Regions from separate parts of the Mus musculus genome. Here regions 1, 2, 3, 5, 6 and 7 are each linked to region 4. Evidence: chromatin contacts called from public HiCAR-type and promoter capture Hi-C data. All regions are on one chromosome and are shown on one strand. The core of a region is the stretch at or near the end of the contact, and the rest is flanking DNA. Distances in the headings are between cores, read along the strand shown.

Region 1 (3,892 bases), core at 893-3,392, 1.2 Mb after region 4:
AATACTTCCCAAAACTCTGACATTCCATGAGTCTAGACTACTTTTACGAACGATATGCTTAATATTCAAAAGGAAAACCCAAAAGGAAATATGATAATCCCTCACGAAAACTTGGAAAACATGATAAAAGTTTAAGCACTGTGTCTAACAGAGGCTGGAGAGATGGCAGTGGTGAAGAGCCCTTGTTCTTATAGAGGACATGACGACCCACTGCCAGCATCCAACCCACAGATTACCACCTCTCTTAGCTCCAGTTCCAGGGGATCTGCTCCTTCCAACTTCTGCAGGCGTCAGGCACGCACACAAGTGCATGTACACACATTCAGGCAAAACAGTCATACAGATACAAATAATAAATCTTTAAAAAGCAAAAAAGGTTAAAATATATGTTTAACCAAAAGGAAAAAGGAAGGAAAAGCTTAAAGTAGAGGATTTTGATGGGTTTTTTGCTTGAAAAAAAAAAAATCAATCTTTTTTTCCTGAATGAGGCATTTTAGACAAAACTAGTGAAAAATACATTAATTTTACCAGGTACTTTAATATATATCAAAATCTTGTTACCTCTTTCTACAGGAATGTTATCTCTATTATCCTTACTCTTGAGATACTTAGCAGGTTATTTATTTTGGTCCTGCTAAGACTGCTTTCTGAAGATGGAGGATAAGCGCAGTCTTAATACCACAGCTAGGTCACCCGGCCCCTCCATCCCATTCCTACCTGGACACACTAAAGCGGAGCATATTCCAAACACAACACGCCCATTCCTCTGGACACAACCAGAAGAGAGGGAGAGGGGGGTTTGGAGTATAACCATATGGTAGCAGCAGATTTGACTTTACAAACACTCCTGAAACCAGCTCCTCAAGTACCACCAGAGCCAAGTGACCTTTGTTTTTTGAGAAAACGTCTGCTATCTATCCCAGGCATGCTGGCTCTGACCTTTGGCCCTCCTGACTCAGCTTCCTAGTACTGGGACTACAGGTGTGCAACCCTTGCACTGGCTTTCAACAGTCTTCTTTCAAGAAACAGAGCTAACTGATATTCAGTGATCCAATGTAGCCCCTTTCAGATTCTTATATCAGTGGCCATGCACAGAGCTAACAACCTCTTTTTAACTCTTTAACTTTCTCATACGAATCTCAGGGCCAAAAGTGTTCTGAAAATTTCTTTGAATTAACACCACCATCACTATTCCCAAACAAAACATGTTTTTAACACCCCTGTGAGGTCTGGGCAGCACTGATACTTTGGCATCAAAAAGTGTGAATATTACAAACAGCCTCAAATCAATTCAAGATTCGCTGATAACAAATAAATTTGCTGTAAACTTTATGGGGAAGACCTCAGTCGACTGTCTGGGGTTCAGAAGTGGTAAGCCATTGTAGTGTTAGAAACTGCCAAACTGACATGTTAAGTAAGCAAAGTTAGACAGACACAGCATGGGATCTAGGGAAATCCACTTATTCTTTGCTGCCTGAACCTTCACAAGTTTCTCATGATCCCTTGTGAAAACTAACCACTCAACTTCTGACAGGAAACTACTTCAGACCTGTGGAAGAAAGCTTTTGGTTCTGCCCTTGGCTCATCCACAGGAATGTATTTAATTTCTTAGGACTACTGGACTGGGTCCAGTGCTTAGTTAGGGTAAGCAGAATATATATGATTAGGGTGGCAAGATGGCTCAGTGGTAAGGGCACTTGCTGCCAAGCCTGATGACCAGATTTTAATTTCAAGAGCTCACACCGTGGAAGAGAGAGCACTAACTCCTGTAAACTGTCCTCTGACCTCCACAGACTTGCTGTCCCACATTTGCATATTCACACACACAGACACACACTCACTCAAAATAAATGCATATATACTATAAACATTTTTAAGACAGTTTATAATTTATATCAGGTCCTAAGTATTCTTTGGGTTTGATGCACAATAACCTTAAAAAAGGCAAACGTATAAACAGGTACAAATTATTTACAAAGAGACTATTCCTACATCCTCTACATGGGACGGATCTGTCCCACAGGGAACATATGAAAAGTCAGTTTACGAATGGAGTCTTTTAGTGAGGTCAAGACCAGAGCTATATGGAGGAAGTGGTACGCCAGCTCACAGGACAGGCTTGAAGGCCCTTTGACATTGCGAATTTTTCTATGATTTCCTCATCAGGACCTCATGAGGCTATAAAGATTACTATATATACAACCAGGATATGTGGCTTCAGACTATGTGTTGTTTTTGGCTTAAGGACGGTTAAGAAACAGATGCAGGAAAGCTGTGTGCCCTCCATGTTTATCCCTCCCTATCTGTCAGGCAGAATGAAAGCTAACCACTGAGCACAATTTCAGACTCTTCTGGGCCAGGAGTCAGCACCAGAGGAATCCAACCCAAAAGCTTTACTAGTTTTTATCTACTTGTCCTCCACTAAGTTGCCACACTTAGAGTCCAAGTCCTTTTCCTCCATCTAATCCCTGCTCCAAGAATATACTGTTCTGCATTACAGTGTATGTGTTAGGCAGGATTCTCTAGAGTCACAGAACTTATGGACTGTCTGTATATATTAAGGGAATTTATTGGAATGACTTACAGTCTGCAGTCCAACTAACCCAACAGTGGGCAACTGTGAATGGGAAGTCTAAGAGTCTAGGAGTTGCTCAGACTCATAGGCTGGGTTGTTTCAGCTGGTCTTCTTATAAGACGGAATCCTGAAGGAGTAGGTTCCAACAGATGAACTGGCAGGGAACTGTAACAGGCAAAAAGAACAAACCCTTCCTCCTTTTTCTATTGCCCGTATCTCAGCCTCCTGCAGAAGGTATGGCCTAGATTAAAGGTGTATACCACTACACCTGGACCTAAGCTTTTCTCTAGTTGGAACTTACTCTGTCCCAGGCTGGCCTTGAATTCAGAGATCTGCTTGTCTCTGTCTCCTGGGATTAAAGCCATGTACCTCCTTGTCTGAGCTTAAGATTTTCATGGCCGCTATGCCTCAAGATCCAGATCAAAAGCATTCGTCATCCAACACTTAGAGGATCAAAAGCCTGTGTCTTCAAGCCTTAAGTTCTGGATCACAGGTGTGCCCTCCATTTCTAGATTGTAGTTCATTTCAGACGTAGTGAGGCTGCCAACCAGGAATATCTATCTCCGTGTGTAAGATAAACTCCAAAGCCACCTCTTAAGAGAATCACTCACTTGAGTATCTCTGATGTATGAATATCAAAATACACCTTTTACTCCTGTTAAACTGTCCTCTTACATATGCATTTATTTACATGAAGGTTAATATACAGAGTCCACTCTGGTATCTGACAAATGATCAAAGTGTTCAGGAAGAGGTAGCTACTGTCATCTTTATTTAGAATTAGTTTTTAAACTTTGTATATGCAATGCTAAGATTCACCTGAAAGACAATTGCAGGGACCTAGATGGTTTGTCCTCATCCCCACATATGAAATGCATTTGTCAGAGGACTTGCTCTTGTCTACACAGCACCTTGCCCTCATTCCTCTCAAGGCAACAACAGAACAATCAACTCACAATTCTTGACTGTCACTGTCACTCTCTTTCTGGGAAGGAATGGTTATTGTTCTCTATGTAGCCCATTTCTGACATATTTTAGTAAGGATTACAATTTAGCTAAATATCTATTTCAAGACCTCTGTTCACAGCAGCTAGGTTCAGTACCACAGAATTCAGAGTGCAAATGTCAAGTACGGTTTAGTTTGAAAGCTTCTGTGATGGGCTTGGCTATAGACCTCCTGAGAAAAGCCTACTAACCACTAATTTCCACTTAGATTCCCTATTTCCCATGGCCCCAACGTTATCCTCAGAAACCTGGAGGGGAGATACTTACAATACACACCACACACTGCATGGGTCCCAAGTTAAGCCTCTTTAA
Region 2 (4,085 bases), core at 754-3,253, 1.6 Mb before region 4:
CTCTGTGTGTGTTTTTGTGTGTGCGTGTGTGTGTGTGTGTGTGTGTGTGTGTGTGTATACAGGTCATAATATGCTAAAATATAGTAGAATCCATTGTTTTCCGAGACAGGAGACAAGGGTTTATCTTGGCTGTCTTGGAACTCAGACCAGGCTGGACTCAAACTCTCAGGAAGCCACCTGCCTCTGCCTCCCAAGTGCTGGGATTAAAAGTGTGCACCACCATAGCCAGCTGTAGAATCCATTTTTAAATAAGAGCTCTATCAAAAGTCAAATTCAAGTTCATTTATCACCTAATGTGTCAGCTGCTTAAAATCAAACCTCACACATTTCAATAACAGTGAAATCAAAGCATGTCAATGAAAAGAATGTCAACTTGTTTTATTTAACGCACTGCACAAACCTTCATGCAGGGCAAGTCAAAGCGATGATTTTGCAAACACTCCTTATAACTGCTTCAAATCTCAAATCTAGACTTAGGCATTCGTTTTTACAATCATTTAGTCACAAACATCAGTTCTCAAGAGACACAATGTTTAGGAATGCACGTTAAACAAAATAAGTGTACCCCTATTAGCCAAAGAGCATTTTAATTTCTCTACCAACTCTTAAAATGTAACACACTAACTTCTAAAATACTCCACTTCCAAGCTGTTCTGAAATTAGGAGGATCTACTAGAAAGCAAGACCAACACCAAAAAGTGTACGCTTTCCATTCACGTGGCCATTCTGAACAACGGAGTGTACTTCAAAGAATACATCAACTTCTACTGAAAGACAGGTTTTATACATTTAGGAAGTCCTAGGCACTGTTAAAGCTCAAGTAGTCTCTGAATACTTGAAGCCTTTACTCAGCAAAGAATGGGAACCTACATTAAGTATAACCAGTCCATAATCAGAAAGAACTGACTAGAAATAGTTTTTCTTTCGTATTTTTCTCTTAATATTTTAAATCCAACCAGACTCCAATTCCTTCATGCAAAACGAAATTTCTCTACTCCTGAGAATACAAATTCACTCCAAAGCGCCCTGGGAAATTACTGTTTCCAGAAAAACTATTTCTGCAGTTGGGGAAAACTTAAAATGCCCCAGTGCCTGATTGTGTCGATTTCATTCACAGTCCCATAATCTCATCTTTTGGTCGACTAACATCCTGTCTAAAGTCAGAGGAAGACCTCGGTAGAGTTCTCAGCTTTTAAAATACATTAATTAACACGTGGGAGTCCAGAAGGACGCAGAGTTAAGGTGGTCTTTGGCATGAGGACTGGACGCGGAGCCGAGGAAGTTAATAGGTAACAGGGAGGGTTCCTGGACCTCAAATCTCAACTTGGAGTTAGACGGCAGTGGAACGTCCTCCTCCACCCAAGCTCAGAGCCACTGCTCCAGCCATCCGGCTGAGGCGGCCAGCCGGGCACAGAGGCCTCCGCTGCCCGCAGCTTTCCTGCCGGACCAGGCCCGGAGGACACCCAGGAAGCCGCGCCCGGCTCCAGGGACCGCGGGCCTAGGCCGCGCCTCCCAGTCCCGCGGGCCTAGGCCTCGGCCAGCTCCAGGCGAGGCTCGACGCGGTCACCCACCTGGGTTGCCAGTCATTCCAGCTCCGCGGGTACTTGGTGCCGCCGCCGCCGCTGCTCAGCCGAGACCCCGGGGCTCTGCGGCTCATTACCTTCCCCGACACGACATGGCCAAGCGCCGCCGCCCGAAGAAGCGCGAGTCGCCGCCTGAACCGGCCGCCGCCGACACTGCGATCTGGCCCGGGGCTGAGGAGGAAGCCGCGGAGGGGGCGGCGGAGGGCGGGGGAGGCGGACGGCCGTTCCGGGTTCCGCTGGAGCCCGCAACGCAGGAGCAGGAGGCGGGAGCGGCGCGGCGAGGGGGAGGCGGAGGCAGGCGAGGCGACGTCTCTTCCAGGGCAGCGCGCGGCCCGCGACGCTGGGGCCCAGGAGGACGAGGACAGCGAGGAGGCGGTGGCGGCGGCTCCTCACGCTCACACGGCCACGGCTTCCCCGCCTCCCGGCTCCGCCCGCCGCGCCGCCGCTGCCGCACGGCATGCTGGGAGCGAGGGGCGGTGCCGGCGCCCTAGGAGCCTGGAGAGGGGCGGGGCTCGGGGTGAAAGGCGGGGCTATTGGTCACAGAATATGGACTAGAGGCGGGGCTTATGACAGGGGTAGGGTCACCTAGGAGGGGCGGTGCCGGCGCGCCCCAAGCCTGGAGAAGAAGGGCGGGACTAGTTGGGGCGTGGTCTGTGGCTGCTGAACCTGGAGAGGGGAGGGGCGAAAGTCAAAAGGCGGGACCTGCTCGAGAGGCACTGGAGTTCTGAGAGCCTAGACTTCAAGGCGAGGTCCGCGTTCGCGTAGCTAAAAGGGGTGGGGCTTTGAGGAGAAGGCGAGAACTACTGGAGAGCAGGGACCCGAGCGGACCTCCCTGGGCCTCCTGAGCAGCAGCTCTGTCTGCGGGTGGTAGAGAGCAATGTGGACTCGTCGCGGGGCATCATGGGAGAGGGGATCTCCACCCCGGGTCCACACACGCCCTCCCATACACTCGGAGGACCGGCAGTCAGGTGTGAACAGGCGTCCAATGGAGGACAGGAGGGGGAGCGTGCCCTTGAGCGCTAATGCGCGCACACAGATGTGCCCTTGGCGCTCACGTGCGTCCACCTGCCTGCCACCGTCTTAAGGGAAAAAGTCAGAATAGTAAAATCGAGGAAGGGGAAGTGAAAGCGACACCTTTTCAACCCCTACCTGAAATGTCATGCAGTCCTGGTACATATTTTCCAAAAGTGAAAAACAACGCCTGCTTCCTGCCCCATGAACTGTGCTCTGTAATCTGGTTCCTTCTAGTAGTAAGAGGCCTGTTACCCACACTCTCCTGAAAGAATTCGATAAAGCACTGGGCACATTATGTGAACGCAATATACTCCTTTGTGTGCGTGTTTACATGTGAAGTACAGAGAACAACCTCAAGTGTTGCTCATAAGCCTCCAGCTACCATGTATTTTGAGGCAAGGTCTCTCTCTCACTAGCTGGCCAGAGAGCCCCACGAATCTTCTGTTTCCTCAACGCTGGCTTTACAAACGGTGACACCATTTCTGGCTTTTTTTCAGGTGGTTTCTCGTGTGTGCGGGGCAAGCACTTTAATGACTGAGCTATCTCCCTAGCTGCAGGCTCAACTTTAAAAATAGCCGAGATACACATCAAGCAAGTATTTAAACCTTTTCCACATAAAGTTTTTAGGCCATCCATCGTTTTGCCTCACAAGAGAAGTATGTATACATCACTTAAGTAATTCAAAATTGTTACCAAGGACATGGCTCAGAAAGTAGAATGCTCAAAGCAGGAGCAAGCACGAATCACTGGGTTCCATCCCCAGCACCCCATAAATGCAGCATGACGATGTGTCTGTAACCCTAGCATTCAAGAAATGGAAACCGGAAGTTGTTCAGGCTCACCTTCCGCAAACCTGGCCTACATGGGACACTGCCTACCCAACCCCCAAGAAATAAAACTATCACTAAAGTACTTAATTATCAGGCGATATCTCCCTATGAGTATATCCCTTACATTTTTCCACCATCTGATCCTGAGTATGCCCACAAATCCGTCAATGAAGGAGGATCCTGCTATTCCAAAAGACAATCAAATGATTTTTTTTCTCTTTCTGCCACCCACATTGCCCACCATTGCAGAAGAAGTGGGGGGAAAGTCTTCTGAAAAATACGATCTTTGACTCAAGACAGAAATTCCCACAAGGAATTGGCCAGACCCAGGCCTGGTCACCAACCTACTGTAAAAAAAAAAAAATCAATAATGGAGCTGGAAAGTAGTTCAGTGTTGCAGCAGTTTGGTCACCTACCATGTTTGAGGCCTCCTGTTCAATCGCCAGTGCTGTAAAATAATGATCGTTACTTCAATAAGATTGCTTCCATACTGAAATTGCTCTGGGCATCTTCATAAATGCCAATTTACTTCTCACTGAAAAAAGGATACAAGGAAGGGACCCACCAGGTGCATAAGTTAAAAAGCACAGCTGGGCTCCAACTCATAACTCTCCTGCATCTGCCTCTTGGGTGCTGGATTTACAGGCATGTGCCATTA
Region 3 (4,171 bases), core at 2-2,501, 1.7 Mb before region 4:
CATCAATTTGAGACCTAAACCTTTACGCCAACACTAACTTTTTGCCTATTAGATTTTTCTCTCATCTGAGTCTCTGCATCAGAATTCTGAAAGCTCCGTATCACATAAAAATTTTTGGGAGTTAGCATCAACACACCCATTCTTTTCTTGAACGGTTACTGTCTTTCCCTCCCAGATCCAGCACTGTCAAAAACCCAAGACACCAATACTCACCGTGCTTCATCATCACGGTTAAGAACCGAACGATGACTTTAGAACATGGCCTGATGAGGACCTGGCGTTTGCCTCTCTTCTCAGCGTTGTTGATGCTCTTGAGAGCATCCGCCAGAACATTCATTCGCACCATGGTGGCTGTGGAAAGAAAAGCCGGGGTTTGCATCAACACCCAATCATGCTGTCCTACCCCCATTAGCTTTTCCTAGGTCTAAGCAACATTCCCAAGAACCAGGAAAAATTCACTACAATTTCCCGACTGTTCAGCACTGTTCTTCAGAGTCTAGCCCTCCAAGACACTCCTATTCATACCACCCACCACACAAAATAGCTGGGGAGAGAATGACACAAGCCGAGCCTCACCACACAGAAGATAGCCTTCGAAATGGTGGGACCGACCAGCTAGCCAAACTGAAAGTGGGGGTGCGGGAACTGTCATTAGGAAAAAGTTCTGGCACCGTCTGCCAAGATTTTCAAAGCCAGCAGTGTGTCAAGAGGTTAACGCGACTTAACTCATTTACAGGTAACCATTTAACACACAGACACACACACACACCCCCTTTCGGGAGAAGAGGCAGTACGTGACAGGGAGCCCAGCCAGCCTACTGAACGGCCACAACCCATAGGCTACCTCCACGGCTCCTCAGGACGCTGCCAAGGCGTATTTTACGCGCCAAGAGTAAACCACGACGTGGTTCCCTAACTCGGCAGTGAGTGGCTGAGCCTAACTCCCCGCGCCAACCCTGGCCACGGCCGCGTGGGACACTCGGGACTCCAGAGCTCCCGCAGACACCGGAGGCTGCAGGGCCCACGCGGGCCACCGTCCCCGCCGGCCCGAGCCGAGCCCGGCCTGTTGCAGTGGGCCGGCTCCCGCAAAGGGCTACCCATAGCCCCCGACCCCGGCAGACGGAGACTACGGCCCCTGCAGGGATCTATAGGCCCACGGGACTCCGAAAGCGAACACGGGGTAAAGGGATGGCACAGATACCACACGGATGAACACGGAGTTTCACAAACACTCACTCACCGGCGAGGGAAGATGGCAGAAAGAGAGTGGGCCGGGCAAACGCACGGAATTATGGGAAGCGGAAGCGCTATCGCGAGACTTCATGGTCACACACTTAAAAAAAAAAAACCCAAAACCCTGTGATTTCTTATAGGACAACCAATGCGAGGGCGGGGCCTCCTCTGGGAGGGGCAGATGAAACTAGAAATGGTGGGCTGCTAGTCGCTCTGAAACTCGCGGCAGTCCTGCCTCAGCCTCTAGGGTTTTGGCATTAACGCCACTGCGGGTTCTTGCGTTTAGTTTTGTTTGCCACAATGAAACTCACTAGGTAGCTTCGGCTGGGCTGGAACTATGAAGACCAAGCTGACTTCTAGCCTCCACCTGCCTCTGCCTCCCAGTGCTGAGATTAAACATCACAGCACTTGGCTTTTGTTATTATTGTTTTGGTTGGTTTGGCTTGAATTTGGCTTTTGGAGACCAGTAGTGGCCCAATGCTGTCCCCGGAGTCATGAAAATCTTGACTAGTAACAGGGATTACTGCCATGGTCCGCTTCTCTCGCTCTCTCTCTCTTTTTTTTTTTTTTTTTTTTTTTTGTTTGTTTTTTTGTTTTTCGAGACAGGGTTTCTCTGTATAGCCCTGGCTGTCCTGGAACTCACTGTAGACCAGGCTGGCCTCGAACTCAAAAATCCGCTTGCCTCTGCCTCCTGAGTGCTGGGATTCAAGGCGTGTGCCACCATGCCCGGCTTAAGGTCCACTTTTCTTCCTCCTCCTCCTCTTATTATGCAGCCCTGTGATCTGTCTGCTTCACTTTTGTAACTGGGGTTACACTCCTCCTCCTCCTCCTCCTCCTCCTCCTCCTCCTCCTCCTCCTCCTCCTCCTCCTCCTCCTATTATGCAGCCCTGTGATCTGTCTGCCTCACTTCTGTAACTGGGGTTACACCTCAAGTGAATCTGTTGACTCCTAGCCTGGACCATTAAGCTTCAAGCCTACAGAGGTTCGGGAAGCTTCGTTCATTGCTGTTCACACTAAGTCTGGAGAAGCATCTGCCACATAGTAGGTCCTCGACATATAGTTGAAGAAAAAACTGAATGGACAAATCAGTTTCTCCATCTCTAAAACAGGGATGATAGAACCACTCAGAGGAGCTTTTGAGAGACCACACAAATGTGGCAGTGCTCAGCAGTGTTTGGCACAAGATTTATTTCCCCCAGAGGAACAAAGGACAGGGAATGAGAGACAAAGACAGGAGATAGAAGGTGAGGGAGAGGGGAACAAGGGAGAGGGAGGGAAAGGATGTAAGTCCTGGGAACAAAGAACTGCCTCTGCATAGAGAGGAGACAGGTGTGGCCCTTGAGCAAACGACAGTTTATGAGGGTAAAGGGGGAAAAAACCTCTTGTTAGGATGAAGTGTCTAACTCTGGTTAGACACGTTAATTAGGGTAGCTGCAAGGGGACTTTTGGTTGCTGGACCTCCATCCTTTGAAAGCTGGACCTTGGTAGTCAGCCTCAGAAGGAAGTGAGCAAATAAGTGACCAAATAAGAGAGCTTTAGGAATGTAACCTAATAGTTTTTAGAAAAGAGGAAGGGAGAAGAAAAAGGCCCGCCAGAACCATCTTTGTCATGCTCTGGCCGCCAGAGTCCCCTTCATCTTCTCTCACAACAGGGGAAGTCTTCATTCCCAGTCATAATTCACCCCACAAAAGGACCACAGGCTTTCCCAAGGTTTATAAGGATTTTGAGCACAGGTCTATTTCAGACTGACCTCAAACTCACATCCAGTCTCCCAATTTCCTTAACATGGACCCAATAGGAATGACTTCAGGAATTCAGATCAAAGCAGCAGTGGGGAGGGGTGGTAGTTAATGAATCTGAGATCCTAGTTAGTTCTGTGGGGATTTGGCTAGCTGATCCCAGTGTTGTGACCTTGGTGTGCCACAGAATCTAGATGGCCCCAGGCTGATGAGCTCCTAGAGGGGGTGTGTGTATGTGTGTGCACTTGTATAGAAATTGGGAAATTTGGGGTGGCTGGGCTGGAGGGAAGTGGAAAAAAAAGAACCCAGTAAAAACTGACTCACGTTTGTGATTTGTTAGAGGCAAATTAGAACTAATCAAAGATGAGCTGCTGGCATTTAACTACACCTTACAGACACTTAAAAACTAGGTTGGGTGAAGTGACACATGACTGTTTGAGGTGAAGGCAGAAGGGCCAGGAGTCCAAGGCCTACCCAGGCTTTCTGTGAGCCTGTCTAGAAGTACCAAAGGCCCAGACCTACAGGGCACAGATCCTAATGTCTGTCTCCATGTGAGCCTGAATGTGAGAGAACCTCAGGAGGGCACTCAGACACAGCTGACCTGAGCAATTACCACAATGAGAGAACAGAGTTTTCTTTTGTGATTTTAAACTTTTGAAGTCTTCCCATGAAGTCAGGGCTGGCCGCAAGAGATTACAAGTCAGCAATTTCAAAGCCATAGGATTTGTGACTTTACTTGAACTTGCAGAAAGGGAAGTATGCTTAAGGGTGGATGGAGCCTGTTCCCAATGAGACCGCAAGTTATGACACCCAAATTTTAAAAGGCAGACAAATGATTATCAACTACTGATGATTATCAACCACCTGCTTTGGGAGCTTAAGTACACGATCTTTTGAGTCTCCACTGTCTCCTCCTCTTCAGTGTTCTCCCTTTCCATCTGACATGGGTACCTTAGAGAAGAGCTCCAATGACAACAGGTGGTCACTAGTTAGATTCATAAACTCAGAGTTAACAAAGAAAGTGAGACAAAAGGGTTCCAACTGGTTTTTAATTTTTCCCCTTTACCACAAAACAAAGAAGAAATGATTAAAACTGCCAAAGTAGTTAACTCGTAGAACATGTATTAGTCACACACACACAAATTCCAGGTAGGAAGGCAGGCTTATTTACAAGAAAACATGTAAAATCAAAGTGGGAG
Region 4 (4,178 bases), core at 859-3,358:
AGTCAGAATATCAAAAGTATGCCCATTTTGTTTTACAATTAAACATGAACACAGCATGAATTAAAATATACTTTACTATTGAAAAGCCTTTTTTTTTCCAGTTGTATCTAATCAAAGTTTTAAATGTAATCTTAAAACAACTAGCTACTTTGGATAATCACATTCAGGTATTTGGTATTTTATTCTTTTGTAGGTCAGAGTTTTTATATTAAACTACGAGCTTACAGCATTGTTTTCTTATTGGCTGGCTTATATCTAGGATGTTTAAGAAGACTCCTAGAGCACTAGCTTTGGCCACTGGCCATCCACACTCACTTATTTCAGGGCTACTGTGGTGCTTCCCATCATTCCAGCAGGTAGACTCAAAGTCAACGACAATTAAGTAGGCATACAACTGTTCTGCAAAAGACCACAGTGTTCTTAGGTTCCGACGATGTTCCAAGGGCAAGGCTTCAAACTGTAACGTAAGCGTGGGACTTACTCAATCTGCTCCCTCCTGGATTTCCACTTGCTGGTGTAACTGACTTTCTCCTAATTAATCCAAGCCGCCTAAAAATGCAAGACACAGGAAGATCAATAAACTCATTTACACTGCAGTTAGAATATGATATTAAAGTAATAGCCCCAAACAGATGGCAAAATCATCTCTAATGTACGGTAAGTGGAGCTGGGTGTGAGGGCCCCACACCTGGAGGCTCAGCAGTCAGCAGGCCACGGCCAAACTGAACTGAGGGACAGCTTACAGCACACAGCAGGACCCTGCCTCAAACAACAGCTGCATACTGACTGAAGGAAAGGAGGGCTAGACTTTAAAAGTCCTAGGTCCTTGTGCGAATGGCCATCCTCTCTTGAGTTTAGTGTCCATTTTACCTGAGCGGGCTTCACAAACACTACTCTTACCTGTTCACGTTTTATAGTAGTACCGAGGAATTGACTATAAAGATGTATTTTTCAAGCCTTTGCTATGTACCAAGGGGATGATGCCTGTGCTTAAACTCTAAAAATGGAGGGGAGAAAGATTACCAGAGTACTACTGAAAGGTAATCTATGATTAAAAACAAAAACAAAAACAAAACAAACAAACCTCCCAACAGCAATACACTGCAGTCCAAAGAAGGGAAGATCCCAAATGATGACGAATACAACTTTAAGTAGACAGACACCTGGAATAGTTATTTTGGCTATTTGAAAAAGACAAGACGTGAGGCCAATGTAGGGATTTGGAATGAAAAACTAACATTTACTAGTCACTTCTTCAGCAAATATTTAATTAGGATGGTGACTTCTTTTAAACAATTCTAGGTGGTAGACATGTCTGCAACCTGTATTTTATGCAAGAGAAAAGTAAATGATTTGCCTAAAGATGGCCATAGTATGTTAACCTTTGACAGGACTTTTCACGCTTGAATCCTATGCTATTCATTAATACATCAGATAGGGGTTTTGTTTTGAATCTGGTTTTGTTGTTGTTTTGAGACAGTCTCACTATTTAGCCATCGCCTGCTTGAACATCACCATGAGGACCAGGCTGGCCTCCAACTTTCCATGCTGGTATTGTAGGTCCATTCCACTATGCCTGGTAAGTTTGATACTGTGTCCACAATCTCAACAAATGTGTACAACGCATCCAAAAATCTGTGCACAGCATATTCCCCCCCACCCCCCCCCAAAAAACCTGAGAGAGTCTGTGGTAATTCTGACAATAAAACTGGACTAGGCAGGTCACTTGGGCGCAGTGGCACCTGCCTGAGAACAGTGTGCAGAGCTGTCACGTTCCAGGTCCCAGGGGTCTAGAATGAACAGACCTGATAGAGCATGCCACGGTAGGGAGGACCCGGGGTTTCTCGGGCTCCTCCAACTTGTCGCGAATGGCGACGTGGGGCCCGAGAAGACCAGGGCCCTTTTCAGATCCAGACCAAACGACTGCGGATGAACACCGCCCACCCTAAGGGGAACCCCCTAACGTACCGCGCCAGTCTCTTGGTCGCCATCCCCGGACCCTGGGTTTCGCAGAGTTCAACGGCCGGAAGTCGGACGCCCCCACTTCCGGTCTGTTTAAACGCCGGCGCGGCAAGGGAAGCGGGCGCTTGTAGAGCGGCGGCGGCCGTCGCCAGCGGTTTGTGGGCGTTGCATAGGGGGCGGTTCGGGACCCGGGGGCGTGGACAGAGGCTTGAGGACCGGGAGCCCCTCGCTCTGCGCACGACGCGCCTCAGGGAGCGCTTTAAACTTCGCGACGGCTTAAATTGAGGAAAGGAGGCGTAGGTCTGTGGCCTTTTTTGCGAGGGCCAAGAGTGGTAAACTGGTTTGAGCCGCTTCAAGAGACAAACCAACCGTCACTCCTGTCTAGCGCTTTGCTGGAGAGAGGCCGCGACACGGTTTCCTGGTCGCCGCGGGGTCCTCAGCTCCAGCTGATCTTTCCCCTACAGCCTGATGGAGCAAGAGAAGGAGGAGGCGAACTCCAGGAAGAGGAAGGAGGCCCCGAACTCCTCGGCCTCGGCTACAGAGCGGGATGGACCTCCTTCGCATATTCAGGACCGCGAGCCACAAGCCAAGGTGAGCAGAGGAGAGAGCCCAGCAGGCTGGCCCGAAGTCACTTGTGGCTGGGAGTCACTTTCGCCAGCACCCGAAGGGTCCCTGCCGAAGGGTAAGGGCTCACCCACTGACCTCACTCAACTCTGCTCCCTTGGTTGTACCACCTCGTCCAGGCTCTCTCCATAGTTTAAAACTGACTTAGTGTCTGGTACACAGAATATTCATTTAACAAACATTTATTAAGATCCGTATAACAAAATATTTCAGGAATATCCATGCACACCTAAACAGGATTCTCTTGTTTTTATACAATATTTATGAAGAAGTAAAAATGAATGGTCATTTTGATGGGGAATTTATCCTGGGGAAATGATTAGATGGAGGAATGATACCAGTAATAAGAATGTTTGCCCTAGTATTTGTATTTTTAAATGTTTCATCGAAAAGAGAATTTTAAATATAAAATTTTCATTACATATTTAAAAATGCACTTAGCCTGAACCATTTTCTCATGTTAAAGTTGTGGTTATATAACTGACTGATAGGGAAAAATATAGATTAGGGTGGGGATGGTTAGAAAGCAGATGGATGTTTGTAAAGTCCCCTGGGTTGGAAACGGTAGTCCAGAGATTAAAAAGCTTGATCTTCGGAGGCTGCATTCCCGCTGTGGCTTTTAAACCTCTTTCTTCATTTCTTTGTTGTAAAATGGGAGTATGGTGATCCCCACTTAAAAGTTCTAAGAAATGATGTAGTACAAAGAAATTTCTCAAAACTGTGTGGCTAAGAGTCAGCAGTGTGGCTCAGTAATAGAGGACTTGCCTTGCATGTGCCCAGAATTCAGTCCCTAGAACAGAAACTCAAAAAAGTGGTTAATAGTAAATACCTAACCTTAGCTCAAGGCCATTGTATAAGTTAGGGTCTCTATTGCTGTGATAAAACACCATGACCTCATAACCAAAATCATCTTGTCTAGGGATGGGTTTATCTCAGCTCTCATAGCCAGATCACAGTCCTATTCACAATTCTTCACTAGAATTCAGGTCAAGAGCCAGGAGGCAGTAACTGATACAGAGGCCAGGAAGGGAGGAGGACTGCCTACCACTTTGCTCCTCAGGACTTGCTCAGTCTTCCTTCTTTCTTTCTTCCTTCCTTTCTTTCTTTCTTTCTTTCTTTCTTTCTTTCTTTCTTTCTTTCTTTCTTAATATTTTTTATTAGGTATTTTCCTCATTTACATTTCCAATGCTATCCCAAAAGTCCCCCATATCCTCCCCCCACACTCCCCTACCCATCCACTCCCACTTTTGGCCCTGGCATTCCGCTGTACTGGGGCATATAAAGTTTGCATGTACAATGGGCCTCTCTTTCCAGTGATGGCTGACTAGGCCATCTTTTGATACATATGCAGCTAGAGTCAAGAGCTCAGGGGTACTGGTTAGTTCATAATGTTGTTCTACCTATAGGGTTGCAGATCCCTTTAGCTCCTTGGATACTTTCTCTAGCTCCTCCATTGGGGGCCCTGTGATCCATCCAATAGCTGACTGTGAGCATCCACTTCTGTGTTTGCTAGGCCCCGGCCTAGTCTCACAAGAGACAGCTATATCAGGGTCCTTTCAGCAAAAATCTTGCTAGTGTATGCAATGGTGTCA
Region 5 (3,901 bases), core at 358-2,857, 1.1 Mb after region 4:
CCTGTGTATCTTACTTAATTAATTAATTACTTAATTATCGTGTGAGTATGTGTGACAGAGAACAGCTTGTGGATGATTCTTTTTCTATCATGTGGGTCCCAGGGATTTTTACATGCTTTTACACGCTTAGCCATTTCGAAGGCCTTACTTGTGTAACTTTTAATAAAAATTATGTACACAAGAAAATAATTGGAAGCAAAATGCCATATTGGCCAGGTGCAAGGCTGTAATTCTGGTACTTAGGAAGTGCAGGCAGGAGGATCAGAAATTCAAACTCATCAATGCACGTAGTTCAAAGCCAGCCTGGGCATTGTGAACCTTAGTTTAAACAACAAATGAATATGTATGCATGTTCAAATGTAAATGCAGAAATGAGTTTAATTCTAGGTGGTGGAAATATGGGGTGTGTGTGACTATTTTTTTTTTCATCTTTTTCAGTGTTTTAAAATATCTAGGGCTGGTGAGATAGCTCGGTCAGAAGGTAGGTAAACACACTTGCCTCGAAGCCTGACAACCTAAGACGCCCCCACAGGGTGGAACAAAAGAACTTATTCATCAGGCAAGTTGTCCTCTGACCTCCACGGCCCGCCCCCGCCCGTTCCCCACTCCCAAACAAATAAATAAAGTAAACGTAAAAGTCTGTATGGGCATATTAACATGCAAAGATACTTAAAAATAAAGTCTGGTTAAAAACAAAAGCAAAACAGAAAATAAATCAAAAGTATAGTGAAAAACCAGCCAGCTGTATATCTCTATGTGTTACTGTGTTAATATTTATATACCAACCCATTCACAATATGAACAAAACTATTTTCTATGGAGATAAACATTGACAGCAAAAGAGCAGAAAGGATGTACAATCAGCCAATAATGCTGGGTACTAGGAAACTAGAGCAAGTCAAAGCTCGAAGAATCTTATTTTGAATATTACAAAGAATATATTTTATCTGCAAAGTTTTAAAATTGTTTGTGTACTAAAAATTTAAACACGTAAATTTTCAGATAGAACTCTGCAGACCTGGGGTTACAGTTCAGCTCTGAGAGCTTGGTGAAAGTTACTGACAGAACCAGACATCGAATTCGGGTTTTTGAGTGTCTGAGTGGCTTAACCTGACACCTTAACCAACTGACTCAGAACGCAAAATAAACTATCCTTTGCTTTAAAACTTATTTGGAACAAGCTTGCATCTAAATACTTTTATTTCAATAAGTGGCATGATGATAATATTGTTTATGGCAATTTCTATCGGCAGGAAATAAAATAAATAAATATAACTCCAAGAATCGAAAGAAAATATACGTGTCAATCCAATAAGTAGCTTCTTAGAAAACGACGTCAACAGCTGGGTAGTGTGGCCGAGCGGTCTAAGGCGCTGGATTAAGGCTCCAGTCTCTTCGGGGGCGTGGGTTCGAATCCCACCGCTGCCAAGGCAGGCTTTTTCTTTTGTCTCAGCGTCTTTCGCTCTAGGTTCCTTCTGCGAGCGCAGCGGCGACCCCTGCTGTCGATGTGCGCTCTCTGCACCACGAGCAGCTCGCCGAAGGGGCGGTCCCGCGCGCGCCGGGGCGGGGCATTGTGGGTAAGAGGAAGCGCGAGGGCCGGCCCCGCTCCCCCCACGTGTCCGGCGGAGTTTCTCCAGCAGGAACATGGCCGCTGCCTGATAGAAGACCCGGCCGCCGCCGTCTCTGCAGCCCGCGGGTCCCTGGGCCGTTCCGCCGCCCGCGCGCGGCCCCGGCGGAGAGGTGAGCCCCGACTCGGCAGCCTCGGGATCCGGGTCGCAGCCGTCGCACTCGCTCGGTGCTCCGGGCCGCGCTGCTGACTAGGCCAGACAGGCCCCCGCCGCTGCGTGCCGAGGGGCCGCGGCCTCCCGGGACCAGGGCAGGGCGCAAGGTGGCCGCCCGGCTTTCCAGGCCGCCCCGGGCCTGGGTCGCTCCGTTCGGCTGGACGGTGGGGAGACGACGGCGGTGCGGCCCGCGCTGACTCAGGCTTCGGCCGCGCTGCCCCGCCCGGGCCTGGCTCCCGAACCGCACCTGCGAGGGCACTGGTGCCCGGTGGCGTGGCGGCTTTCGGAAGAGTGGGAAGGGCGCCTGAGCACCGGCGACATGGAGAAAGCCACTGGACTCGGGGCCGCCTGCATGGGCAGGGGTCGTTGAACCTGGTCAACTCTGCTTAGCCCGAGCGGGCCCGGGACGCCTCATTCATTGATCTGTGTTTAAGCAGAGTGGCGACTGCTTCGTGGACCCGGGGACCTTCCAGTAACGGGGGATGGTGCACATACCGGGTCATCCTGGAATATTGTTTTAGAGTTCCTGGGTTTGGGAGCGAAAAGATAAGATCATACCTTTATCTGTGAAATGGGGATATGATTCCCGTGCTACGGTGTTTTAATGAGTGTAAGATGGGTGACACTCCTGCTTCTTTCATTTGTGGCTGTCTTGTTCGGTCTTATATTGGAAGAAAACATGTTGCCACGTAGCAACAGTCCTTCTAGGTTCGCCTTATCCCTTTGAAGCCGGTGTGTGGTTTAAAATAGGAAAGGACCCAGGGTTATGCAATTCACGTCGCTAATCAGCTGCTATATTGAAGAGGTAGGATTTGAACCTGTAAGGTTTTGCACGGCAGTCCAACCTCTTAACCACTACACCATACTGCCTTTTACCAAAGAGATGTGCAGCATGTTAGTTAAGAATAAAACCAAGGCTCTTGGCATCAGCTAGATTTGGATTTCTTTACCTGTTTTCTTGGGGGGCTGTGACCTTGGGTAAACCAATTCGAAGTTGGGCACTATAAATTTTGATTTGCACAGCTAATGAGAAGAGTATTATTTGGTACTATATTGATGCCTGGCATCATTAATATTTGGGAGAAAGAACTGTGATTTTTTTTTTTTAATTTTAAAAGTAATGATCCCATAACCACGACCAAGTATAATTATTATCTCCACTTAATGGTCCAGGAATGTGAAGCATAGAGAAGCCTTCGTAGAGTTTAAAGTCTAGTACAGAGGACAGCTAACACCTGACCAGCAAGCAGATCAGGAAGTTCCAGCTTAGGACCATTCAGGAAATAAGGAATTATGCTTGTAATGGAAGGGGCTGGAAGCGGCTGTTTCAGTTGAGTTGTCAGGGAACACGTCTAATCCTGGAAGGACTGGCAGTGGTTACATATAAGGAAAATGAGCATCCAGAAAATGACTTGGTGAGCCGGGCAGTGGTGGCTCATGCCTTTAATCCCAGCACTTGGGAGGCAGAGGCAGGTGGATTTCTGAGTTCGAGGCCAGCCTGGTCTGCAGAGTGAGTTCCAGGACAACCAGGGCTATACAGAGAAACCCTTGTCTTGAAAAACCAGAAAAAAAAAAAAGAAAATGACCTGGGATTGTTGTGCAGAGTGTCCTCAAGGATGCTTGGGGCTTGGCCTGTTAGAAGTTCAGTAATTGGTCACTAGGCCATGAGGAGATGCTTATGTGGAGACAGGGGTAAGATCGTGTAAGGGCTTAGGGGTCCATGGAAGGATTTGTTTTATGGGACAGTTGGAGGGTTGGGAGCAAGGCAGCAATGCTATAGTAGCATTGCTACTGACAGTCACAAAGAATGGCAGTCTCTTGAGCATTGGAGATAGGAGGGTGGAGCTAGGGAAGCCTTTTTGTTTGTTTTGTGTCTGTAACTTTTTTTTCCAGATGAGGCTTTGCTATGTTATAGCCCAGGATGGCCTCAAACTTGTTATCTTCCTCCCTCAGCCTCCCAAGTGCTGGAATTATAGGCATGGGTCACCACAGCTTGCTTTGGAAGCTTGGATTGTTGACAGGTCAAGTTTCATTAGTGAGTGTTGTAAAATTGGGTTGGGGGGTCTTGCTACCAGCATTTTTATTTTGCAAGGGCAAGGATGGAAAACATCACTGTGTGG
Region 6 (3,663 bases), core at 964-3,463, 1.2 Mb after region 4:
CCAAATGGAAATCAACAGTAAATTAGCCCAGAGGTTAGGGTTTGTTAGACTTGAAGATGTGACACCTTCATCTGGATCAGAAGTTAAGAGTGCCACACATAGCACCAAACGTATTTTGTTTACCACTCAGTAGACCGAGATAGTACAACTGCTGGTTCCTGATAACCTCCTGGAGACGGGGGTTTGGCTGTTGGGTAGACTAGGGCTCTGGATTGAGGAGAGCTGAAAACGTTAATCTTGTGTGAGAGCCTCAGTTCAGGTCAACAAATACTAAATTAAGTTTCTATTATGATGTGTTATATATGATGTTAGACATGGGAGACTGGCCAGTCCTTGAAGGTTTTGGATTCTTCTTAAATATGGCAAAGAAAAAACTCTTGCTTGGATTATATGAATTGCTTTCATAGAAGCAATCGCACGATGGTTGCTTCAGTCCTCAAGTATCAAAGTAGGTCATCAATCCTTATGGGGCAAATCTCAAGTAGGCTAAATGTCTAACAAATTTGTCTTGTGGACATGGAGAAATGTGATGGCAAATCGGCATTGTAACTGCTAGTCAGCTTCAATTATAGCAGTACAGGGATCTATGTGGGCTTAGGTCATTTCACATTAAGAAATCAAGACAGACAGGATTAAAAAAACCAAAAAAACAAAAACAAAAAAAAAAACAAAAAAACAAAAAACAAATTAGCATCTCTCCAAAGAGCTACCTGTTTTCTTTTTCTAAGTATGGATCATTCAAGCCCGAATTTTTCCCCCATCAGATTCAGTTGAATTGTGAACAAGAGGCGGTGTTTAGTAGCCAACTCAAAAGAGATATTAATTTTCCCAAAAAGTTTGGAGTGGAGATCATTATACAGAATAGCACAAAGGATTCCTGCGGATCCCTCAGCATGGTGGTTAACAATGTCTACTCTGGGGTCTGCCGTGAATACCTAGTCTCCCCAACAGTATCTTCTTCAGCCAGAGGTACCTACTGCAGCACCTTATGCTATTGGGAGAATTAAAGGAGCCTACCAGGGTGTTGAGGGCCGGCCTATCAGTGTCCCCAAACACAAAATCCTGCTATGAATGTACAAGAAAATGGGCCACTGGCTTCAGACTGGGGGCACTCTTGAGATTGTCTCTGGAGATGCCCCGATGCAAGAAAACCAAGGCAGGATTATTTTTAATTGAAAACCCGAAAGAAAGATAAGCGCATGATAAGAGCTGCCCTCGAATAATTTCATTTAGCCCCCGATGAACGATGGCTAAGTAATAAATTAAAACACAAAACAAAACAGTTTAATACCCAACTGAGTAAGCTGTAAACTGGGATGCTAAGAAACTGAACAGTGTCTACAGGCTCCTCATACTCGGCTTTAGGGAATCCACCTAAATCTTTTAGCCTCTGCTTTCTGGAAAACGGGACAAAAAAAAAAAAATTTACTCTCACAGAGAGATGGCGCGGGTACCGCACAGCAGCACTGCCCTCCCACCACCTGCAGCGGCTTTGCAGACTCTGCGGACCATGAAAGGCGATGTGGGGCAGGCAGGGCAGCACGACCCGGACCCAGGCCAGCAGCTCGCCTCTAGAGCAGGACAAGCTGGTCCACTCCTGCCCACCTCAGAGGTCCATCCGCTCATACCCGGCAAGCGCTTTCTTAAAGCACCGAGCATCAGCCTGTGTGGCGCACCCGCAGGGCCGTGGGCCGCGCGCGCTTGCTCTCTGCGGTCGGGATGGGCGGATCCGTTGCCAGGTGAGGGCAAGAAGCACCGGGCCGCGGCATCCCAAACCTCCAGCCTAAGGAACTTTCTAGCACTTTCCACACCTGCCACCCCCGGACTCCCACCCCAACAATCCCGCCCCCCCCTCCCGACCGGCGACCTCGCCCTCACCTTGCTGGAGGTCCCGGTGGTCGTACCACGGCTCATCCTCCATCTCGAACTCCTCCACTAGGTTATCTGCCAGCATGTCGCCGGGGACGTCCGGGGGCAGCGGGCTCTGCCGCCGCCCTGCCGTTTCGGCCGCTGCCCCGGGCTCTCCCCCGGCCCCGCCGCCCTCAGCCAGAGCCACCCTGGGGCGGGACACGCAGGTCCCGCAGCAGCTCTCGCCGCTATCCCGCGCCGCCCAAAGGCCGGCGCCCTAGCGAGCGCGCCCCGGGTGGCGCCGGGAGCCGGCTCCTCACGCCTGCTGCCCGGCCCAACGTGGCACTTTGGCAGAACCCTCCCAAAGCCGGGGAGACGATTCAAACCCGGGAGGCACCTTGACCAATCACGAATGAGCCGCCTATAGAGTGACAGCGACTTCAGCCAATAGAATATCAAAAAAGGTCGCGGGTCCGAGGACCATCAGCCAATAATAGCTTAGGAAGGAACAAAGGAGGCGGGGAAAGACGAAGAGGGTGCGGTCGGCAGCCCCTCCTCTTTTGTCTGCGTCGCGTCTCCTCAGTTGAGTGCACTCCAGTTCCGGAGTGTGGAGGTGGCTTTGGCGAACACCGGGTGCCGAGGACTACTAATTCTGGGCACGGGTCATCATCTTCCCACCCGAGGGTTTCGGATGCGGGCCAACTCTCCTTGGCTCTGCCCTCGGTGATGCTCGGAGGGAGACTCATGGTCCGTCGGGAAGTTAAAGCCGAGAGAACGCTACTGAGTGAGAGCTGCTCCTCAATCTTGGAGCCCTGGCCTTCCAGGGGCCTGGCTATGAACTCCTAAAAGGGCAGTCACCAACCCCACTTCACACTCCAGAGTCCCGGGCTGGCCAGTGGAAGCCGCCTCCCCTGAGAAAAGTTGCCACAGTTTTGCATAGAATTTCTTAAAGGTTCATAGAGCCCAGGATAAATACCTAAGATCAGGCATTGCACTTGGTGGCCAGCTTGCCGGCGTCAGCTTGTTAACACAGCCGTAACTACTGTTTCTTGGGTTAAACTTTTAATATATTTGGGTACCTCACTTAGGGAAACTCTCAGAGGGCAGAAAGGTCGGCGCAGATGTTTGGGATGTTATAACTGATAGCATCTACAGAGGACGGGAGAAGAACTGTGACAACTGAGGGGGGGAGGGGATGTTATAACTGATAGCATCTACAGAGGACGGGAGAAGAACTGTGACAACTGAGGGGGGGAGGGGAGTAATTACTCAGGTTTGGCAGTAGTGATTTGGTAGAAACCTCCTGAAGTTAACTCCTTCACACAGATCCGGAGTGTCACCCGAACTAAAGTGGAAAGCAGTTGAAAGTTTGCCTTATCCAAAAAAAGCACCAGTTGTGGCCTTAAAATAGTGTACTCAGATTACTATGGCTTAAAACAGGAGAAATTGCTAGGAAGAAGCTACAAATCCTCAGAGATACTTTTATTTCTCTGAGATCTCGGGTAATTTGGAGGAAGGAATACTTCACCCTAATTTCTTTTTTCAGTGCTAACGATGCCTTAGGCGTGCCACTCTCCATCATTCTTGTGGGTCCTAAGATGCTCCTTTTCAGATCAGTGTAACATGCACCTGTTCCTGGGAACATGGTCTTGTGAAGGTCAAGAAAGCCTCCCCATTGTGAGGTTGGTTTGTTGTTTGTACAGAGTCTCACTGTGCAGCCCCAGCTTTGCCTAGCACACTATGTAGATTAGGCTGGCTCTGCCTCCAGAGTGCTGGGATAGAAGGCACACAACCATCAAACCCTGTCCCTACAGG
Region 7 (4,094 bases), core at 555-3,054, 1.1 Mb before region 4:
AGAGAGAGAGAGAGAGAGAGAGAGAGAGAGAGAGAGAGAGGAAGAAGGAGGAGGGGAGGGAGGGAGGGGGAGAGGGGGAGAAAGGTGTGCTGTCTCAAAACGTAAGTTGGAGAGTAATAAAGGAAAATACTAGCTATTGACCTCTGGCCTCCATATGCTCATACATGGACAATCAGACATGTGCACATGCCACACACACACAATTAGAAGCTGAGTGCAGTGTCCCATGCCAACAACCCTAGCACCTACCAGGCTAAGGCAGAGGACCAATACCTCCAGGCCAGCCAGGACTACAAAGTAAAACCATTTTCAACAACAATGTAAGCAAAGGAACAAAATGTTTCCATTTAAAACTGCTCTCTATATTCAGTGTTTTTCCATGGCCCTTCTCCAGTTTCTTTAAAAGATTCTTTTTTTTAGACTTAGTTATTTGATGTATATAAATATTTTGCCTGTATGTGTGTCTCTATACCACATGTACCTCTGTAGGCCAGAAGAGGGCATCAGATCCCCTGGGACTGGAGATACAGATGGTTGTGAGTTTGGGTTCTAGAAATCAAATCTGGGTTTTCTGGAAGAACAGCAAGTGCTTACCAGATAACGCATTTCTCCAGCCCAGATTTTACAGTTCTTTAGGGACACTGACAGAGATGCCACAAAACCATGGTCTTAGCATGTGGTAAGAAGAACCCTTTAGTTATCTATCCTTTCCAGAAATGTAGCCTGTTTTATGATAGTTCCCCATCATCTATTTTATACATAAGATGGGATGGGTTTGACGAATGTACGAAGGACAATTGGTCCCCTGCCTTTAGTGCCTCATAGTTGCTTCTTACCACCCAAACTGCTACCATTCTTTCAAAGGAACCACCAACAGCAGTGTCCCCTAGAATTGTACACACAACTATCCCAGAGCCACTGTTTTACAGTCCCCAGGCAAGTGGCATGCCCATTTACAGTAGATGCCCTGCTCTGTTATAGACCAGGGTCAGCGCTACAGAGAGAAAGGCTCTGAGAGCAAAGGCCAACCAAGAGCAGCCTGTCTTGCCTGCCTCACTAACTACAGCATCTGAGGTTTGCCCCGGAGACAGGGATTTTATAACCTCCTGTCACCTTAGCAGTTAGCTCAGTTTCACAGAGGAAGAAACTGGGACTCTGAAAATGTCAGTCCTAGTTAAAGTATATTCCGTTGCCTTTTCCAGAACGCATAAGAGGATGCTGCTCTTTCCATAAGGAAATGCACTTGGGAGTAGAACCAGGATGGTATGAATAGACAGTCTGCTAATTTCCCAGTCTTAATCCATTCTTATTTGAGTTAGAGTTTGACACTCACCAGCTTTGAGCATCAGTTTTCCAAAAACAAGTGATTAATGATAGATACTCCAGAAGTTTCTATTGAGAAGGGAGTGGGCAAAGTGCATTGAGTGCAGTCACCCTATCATAATTTATCCATGGGGGTGGGGTGGGGTGGGGCTTAAAACAGGAGCGCCAAAGTTCTGTGGTCAAGAACAGAACTTGCTTGCCCGTATTCGGACGTAGATTGTCAGTAGTGGGGGGAAAATGCCCAAAGTGTTCATCCTTACGAAGCATGAAGAGAACCCACACCAAACAGAATTCACTTCATAATCACTTGTGTCTGGCCCTCAGCAGGGATGGGTGTGTGCACTCCTTTTTGTCACTAGAGGGCGCAGGCGGGCCAAGCAGCCAGTGGCGTCTTACCCCTTACAAGACTGGGGGGCGGTGTGTGTGTGTGTGTGTGTGTGTGTGTGTGTGTGTGTGTGTGTGTGTGTGTGTGTGAATGGGATGGCTCAGAAGGTAATGGCATCGTGTGTGTGTGTGTGTGTGTGTGTGTGTGTGTGAATGGGATGGCTCAGAAGGTAATGGCATCTAGTGCCAAGCGAAGAAAGGACCAACACCTGTCCGTTATCCACTGACCTCCGTGCACATATTTACATAATACGAATGGGATTTAAGCAAGGCGTGGTGATGCAGGCCTTTAATCCCATCATTCGGAGGCAGACGTAAATGGATTTCTATTAACAAAATAAAAAGAAAAAATAAAATCAAGGCCGATGACGGAGCTTGGGTTTTGCCGGGCCATTGCCCGATACAACTGCGGAGGATCGGAATCCGGAGGAAGTTGCCCCTCACAATCATGGCGGATGACGGAGCCCGGGATCTTCAGAGCGGAAGCTGCCCTTCACAATCATGGCGTCTGGGGCGGGGCCGAGCTTCCCTGGATGTGAGAAAAGGGGCTGGACGCGGAAAACAGGCGATCATGTGACTGGGAAGATGGCTGTCTTTCCCTGGTAAGGAAAAACCCGCTAGTAGGCTTCGGGGAGGGCTCCTCTCAGTGGGGGTGGGCAGTCCTCCTTGTTGGGATCGGTGGCCTCCGTCCCCGCCCGGGCTGTCAGGACTACGGAAGAGCAGAACCGCTGTCAGTACTCTGCTCCTCTCCTCTGTTCCGCAGCTCCTTCACTCAGACGGACTCCATCCAAGGCTTCCGCCTCCTTGGGAGACGTTGGCACGCCTGGGAGTTCTGGGGAAGGGGATGAATTCGCCCGGAGTCTGCACCTGGGAGACCTGGTCGCTTGTTCCTTGAGCTCCTTAGACTTTCTCATCTGTAAAGTGGGACCATTCACCCTACTCTATGTAGGGTCCCCAGACACGCTTCTTTACCTCGTTGTTCAACGTAGTAGAACGTATTAGAGAGAGGACACGCCCAAAGGAGAGAGGGGGCAGTCAGTCAACTCCCCTGGCGGCTTGGGTAGACTGCAGAGAAGAGCCTTCAACTGGGTCTTGCAGGATGCATACGAGCTCACCAAGCAGGAAGGAATAGTGTGTACCCAAGTGACTGGCATACGGGCCTTTTTGTGCTTAGAAGTGAGGTGACCTTTAGGTTGTCACAGGTGATTTGTGTCGATAAAGAACCCACATAGGATAAGCGGATGATAATGTGGTTGGACGTTGGAGACCTTGCATCTCAGGGGCAAAATTTCTGCGTTTGAGCATGAAAGAAATTTGTAGCGCTAGGCCTTGAACATAACCAACATCAACCCTCTGGCTTTTTGGCCGGACACTTTAATTCACTCCACCCTGCAGACTCTTAAGTGACCACTTAAGGACACAGCACGTCAGCGTGGTGCCGTATCACACCGTGGGTTGGCTTCACCTGCTTGTGCTGGCTTAACCTTGGATGTTTTCGTTTTCCATACTGCTGAGACCCCAGCTCTGCTCGTGCCTATGGTCTCTGTAGCCGTCTCTCTTGAGCAAGTGTGTGGGAGTGCACGCCCATCTTTCAGTTTTACCCACTGACTTCGTGTTCTTTAATGAGAGAGACAGAATTGTGTCCGTCTTCTTCCCGGTGATTGTTCCTGTCGATGCATGAGGGAGCTGATGAGGCCCAGGGGAAGTGTGCCTCTGCTCCAGAGAGCGCATTTCTCAAGGGACGTGCTTAGTGGTCAGCGTTAGCCTCTTAGCTAACTTAGTTAACCAAGTCCGCTTTTCATTTGAGACCATGGGATGCGAGTTGACCTAAAGTCGTGCAGCCTGCCATGTGAATTCTAGGGACTTGGATCTTGGAGTTTGCTCTTTCCCTAAATGAGGGAAAGTAGTGGGAATCAGCCAGTGTAACCAGGACAAACTGTTCTGGGGTGTACGAATGGGAGGTACCTATATCTTTATTAGTGAAAAAGTCTGATTTTTGGCAACTGTTGAGATAGTAAGGTTGAGTGTGTTTAGTGATGGTGGTGGTGGTGGTGGTGAGGCAGCGATGGCAGAGCACGCTATAGGAGAGGATGGGCTTCGCTGCACAGTGAAGGGGACAGTGAAGGGGACAGAGTAGCAAAGCGTCACCAGAAGCCGGTAGGAAGTTACTAAGAGGGAATTGTGGGTAAAGCCACCTGAGGGGTTCTCCCTGAGGCCTAGTGATCAGATCAGTGTGCTGGGGGGACTCTGACGAGATGGCGCTTCTCTTTCCCTTCTCAAGTGCGTGTGGCCGTTCTTCCAGACCCCTCCAGTGTTGAGGTTCCCCTCTGTGATGCTGTTCTTCCTCCTCTGCCCAGTGCTCAGGCTCCTCCCTCATTGTCCTGTTC

What was found. Promoter capture Hi-C pulls out the DNA fragments that hold promoters and counts their contacts. HiCAR-type assays count read pairs that join an accessible place to other places. Capture Hi-C pulls out chosen DNA fragments and counts their contacts.
Region 1: a promoter capture Hi-C map of the 3T3-L1 cell line shows a contact between it and region 4, with 2.8 times the contacts expected there. The contact joins the enhancer-like site here to the promoter of Eri2 in region 4. A contact is called at or near these places in 11 of 39 promoter capture datasets (the 3T3-L1 cell line, the C10 cell line, the HPC-7 cell line and 7 more) and 1 of 9 other capture datasets (adipose tissue).
Region 2: a contact with region 4 is called in a promoter capture Hi-C map of adipose tissue, with 3 times the contacts expected there. The contact joins the promoter of Smg1 here to the promoter of Eri2 in region 4. A contact is called at or near these places in 2 of 39 promoter capture datasets (liver and pre-B cells) and 1 of 9 other capture datasets (adipose tissue).
Region 3: a promoter capture Hi-C map of pre-B cells shows a contact between it and region 4, with 4 times the contacts expected there. The contact joins the promoter of Rps15a here to the promoter of Eri2 in region 4. A contact is called at or near these places in 2 of 39 promoter capture datasets (liver and pre-B cells).
Region 5: a promoter capture Hi-C map of pre-B cells shows a contact between it and region 4, with 4 times the contacts expected there. The contact joins the promoter of Polr3e here to the promoter of Eri2 in region 4. A contact is called at or near these places in 11 of 39 promoter capture datasets (the 3T3-L1 cell line, the C10 cell line, the HPC-7 cell line and 8 more), 2 of 484 Hi-C or Micro-C datasets (B cells and CD4 T cells), 3 of 115 datasets of contacts at active chromatin or transcription factors (the 230-238 cell line, large pre-B cells and pro-B cells) and 2 of 9 other capture datasets (adipose tissue and liver).
Region 6: a promoter capture Hi-C map of pre-B cells shows a contact between it and region 4, with 6 times the contacts expected there. The contact joins the promoter of Cdr2 here to the promoter of Eri2 in region 4. A contact is called at or near these places in 11 of 39 promoter capture datasets (the 3T3-L1 cell line, the C10 cell line, the HPC-7 cell line and 7 more), 1 of 484 Hi-C or Micro-C datasets (B cells) and 1 of 9 other capture datasets (adipose tissue).
Region 7: a HiCAR-type map of astrocytes shows a contact between it and region 4, with 2.8 times the contacts expected there. The contact joins the promoter of Vps35l here to the promoter of Eri2 in region 4. A contact is called at or near these places in 5 of 39 promoter capture datasets (embryonic stem cells, hippocampal neurons, liver and 2 more), 1 of 115 datasets of contacts at active chromatin or transcription factors (astrocytes) and 2 of 9 other capture datasets (embryonic stem cells and pancreatic islet).

The regions. Positions count from the first base shown.
Region 1 is chr7:120,961,144-120,965,035 of GRCm38.p6, forward strand. The region is part of intron 2 of Cdr2 (cerebellar degeneration-related 2); the gene reads right to left. Among named protein-coding and RNA genes, the nearest start is that of Cdr2, 19 kb to the right of the region's middle. Within about 2 kb of position 2,143, at least 21 of the 459 cell types and tissues checked have an H3K27ac peak or open chromatin away from gene starts, as enhancers often do.
Region 2 is chr7:118,241,634-118,245,718 of GRCm38.p6, forward strand. Smg1 (SMG1 homolog, phosphatidylinositol 3-kinase-related kinase (C. elegans)) reads right to left here and starts at 2,004. Exons shown (of 63, transcript NM_001031814.1): 1 at 1,572-2,004. The coding sequence starts at 1,657. It overlaps 4930583K01Rik (RIKEN cDNA 4930583K01 gene), which reads left to right and starts at 2,274. Exons shown (of 2, transcript NR_027879.1): 1 at 2,274-2,332; 2 at 3,095-3,918.
Region 3 is chr7:118,114,896-118,119,066 of GRCm38.p6, forward strand. It overlaps Rps15a (ribosomal protein S15A), which reads right to left and starts at 1,252. Exons shown (of 5, transcript NM_170669.2): 1 at 1,241-1,252; 2 at 214-351. The coding sequence starts at 346. Arl6ip1 (ADP-ribosylation factor-like 6 interacting protein 1) reads right to left here. Exons shown (of 6, transcript NM_019419.2): 6 at 3,995-4,171.
Region 4 is chr7:119,791,950-119,796,127 of GRCm38.p6, forward strand. Eri2 (exoribonuclease 2) reads right to left here and starts at 2,109. Exons shown (of 9, transcript NM_027698.5): 1 at 1,969-2,109; 2 at 482-549; 3 at 316-399. The coding sequence starts at 1,991. Rexo5 (RNA exonuclease 5) reads left to right here and starts at 2,173. Exons shown (of 20, transcript NM_001370778.1): 1 at 2,173-2,262; 2 at 2,427-2,553. The coding sequence starts at 2,431.
Region 5 is chr7:120,916,171-120,920,071 of GRCm38.p6, forward strand. Polr3e (polymerase (RNA) III (DNA directed) polypeptide E) reads left to right here and starts at 1,608. Exons shown (of 21, transcript NM_025298.4): 1 at 1,608-1,740. It overlaps n-TLaag4 (a tRNA gene), which reads left to right and starts at 1,347; the gene lies at 1,347-1,428.
Region 6 is chr7:120,980,099-120,983,761 of GRCm38.p6, forward strand. Cdr2 (cerebellar degeneration-related 2) reads right to left here and starts at 2,214. Exons shown (of 5, transcript NM_007672.2): 1 at 1,879-2,214. The coding sequence starts at 1,954. It overlaps Mfsd13b (major facilitator superfamily domain containing 13B), which reads left to right and starts at 2,411. Exons shown (of 8, transcript NM_001374644.1): 1 at 2,411-2,632.
Region 7 is chr7:118,738,467-118,742,560 of GRCm38.p6, forward strand. It overlaps Vps35l (VPS35 endosomal protein sorting factor like), which reads left to right and starts at 1,805. Exons shown (of 31, transcript NM_027815.4): 1 at 1,805-2,309. The coding sequence starts at 2,209.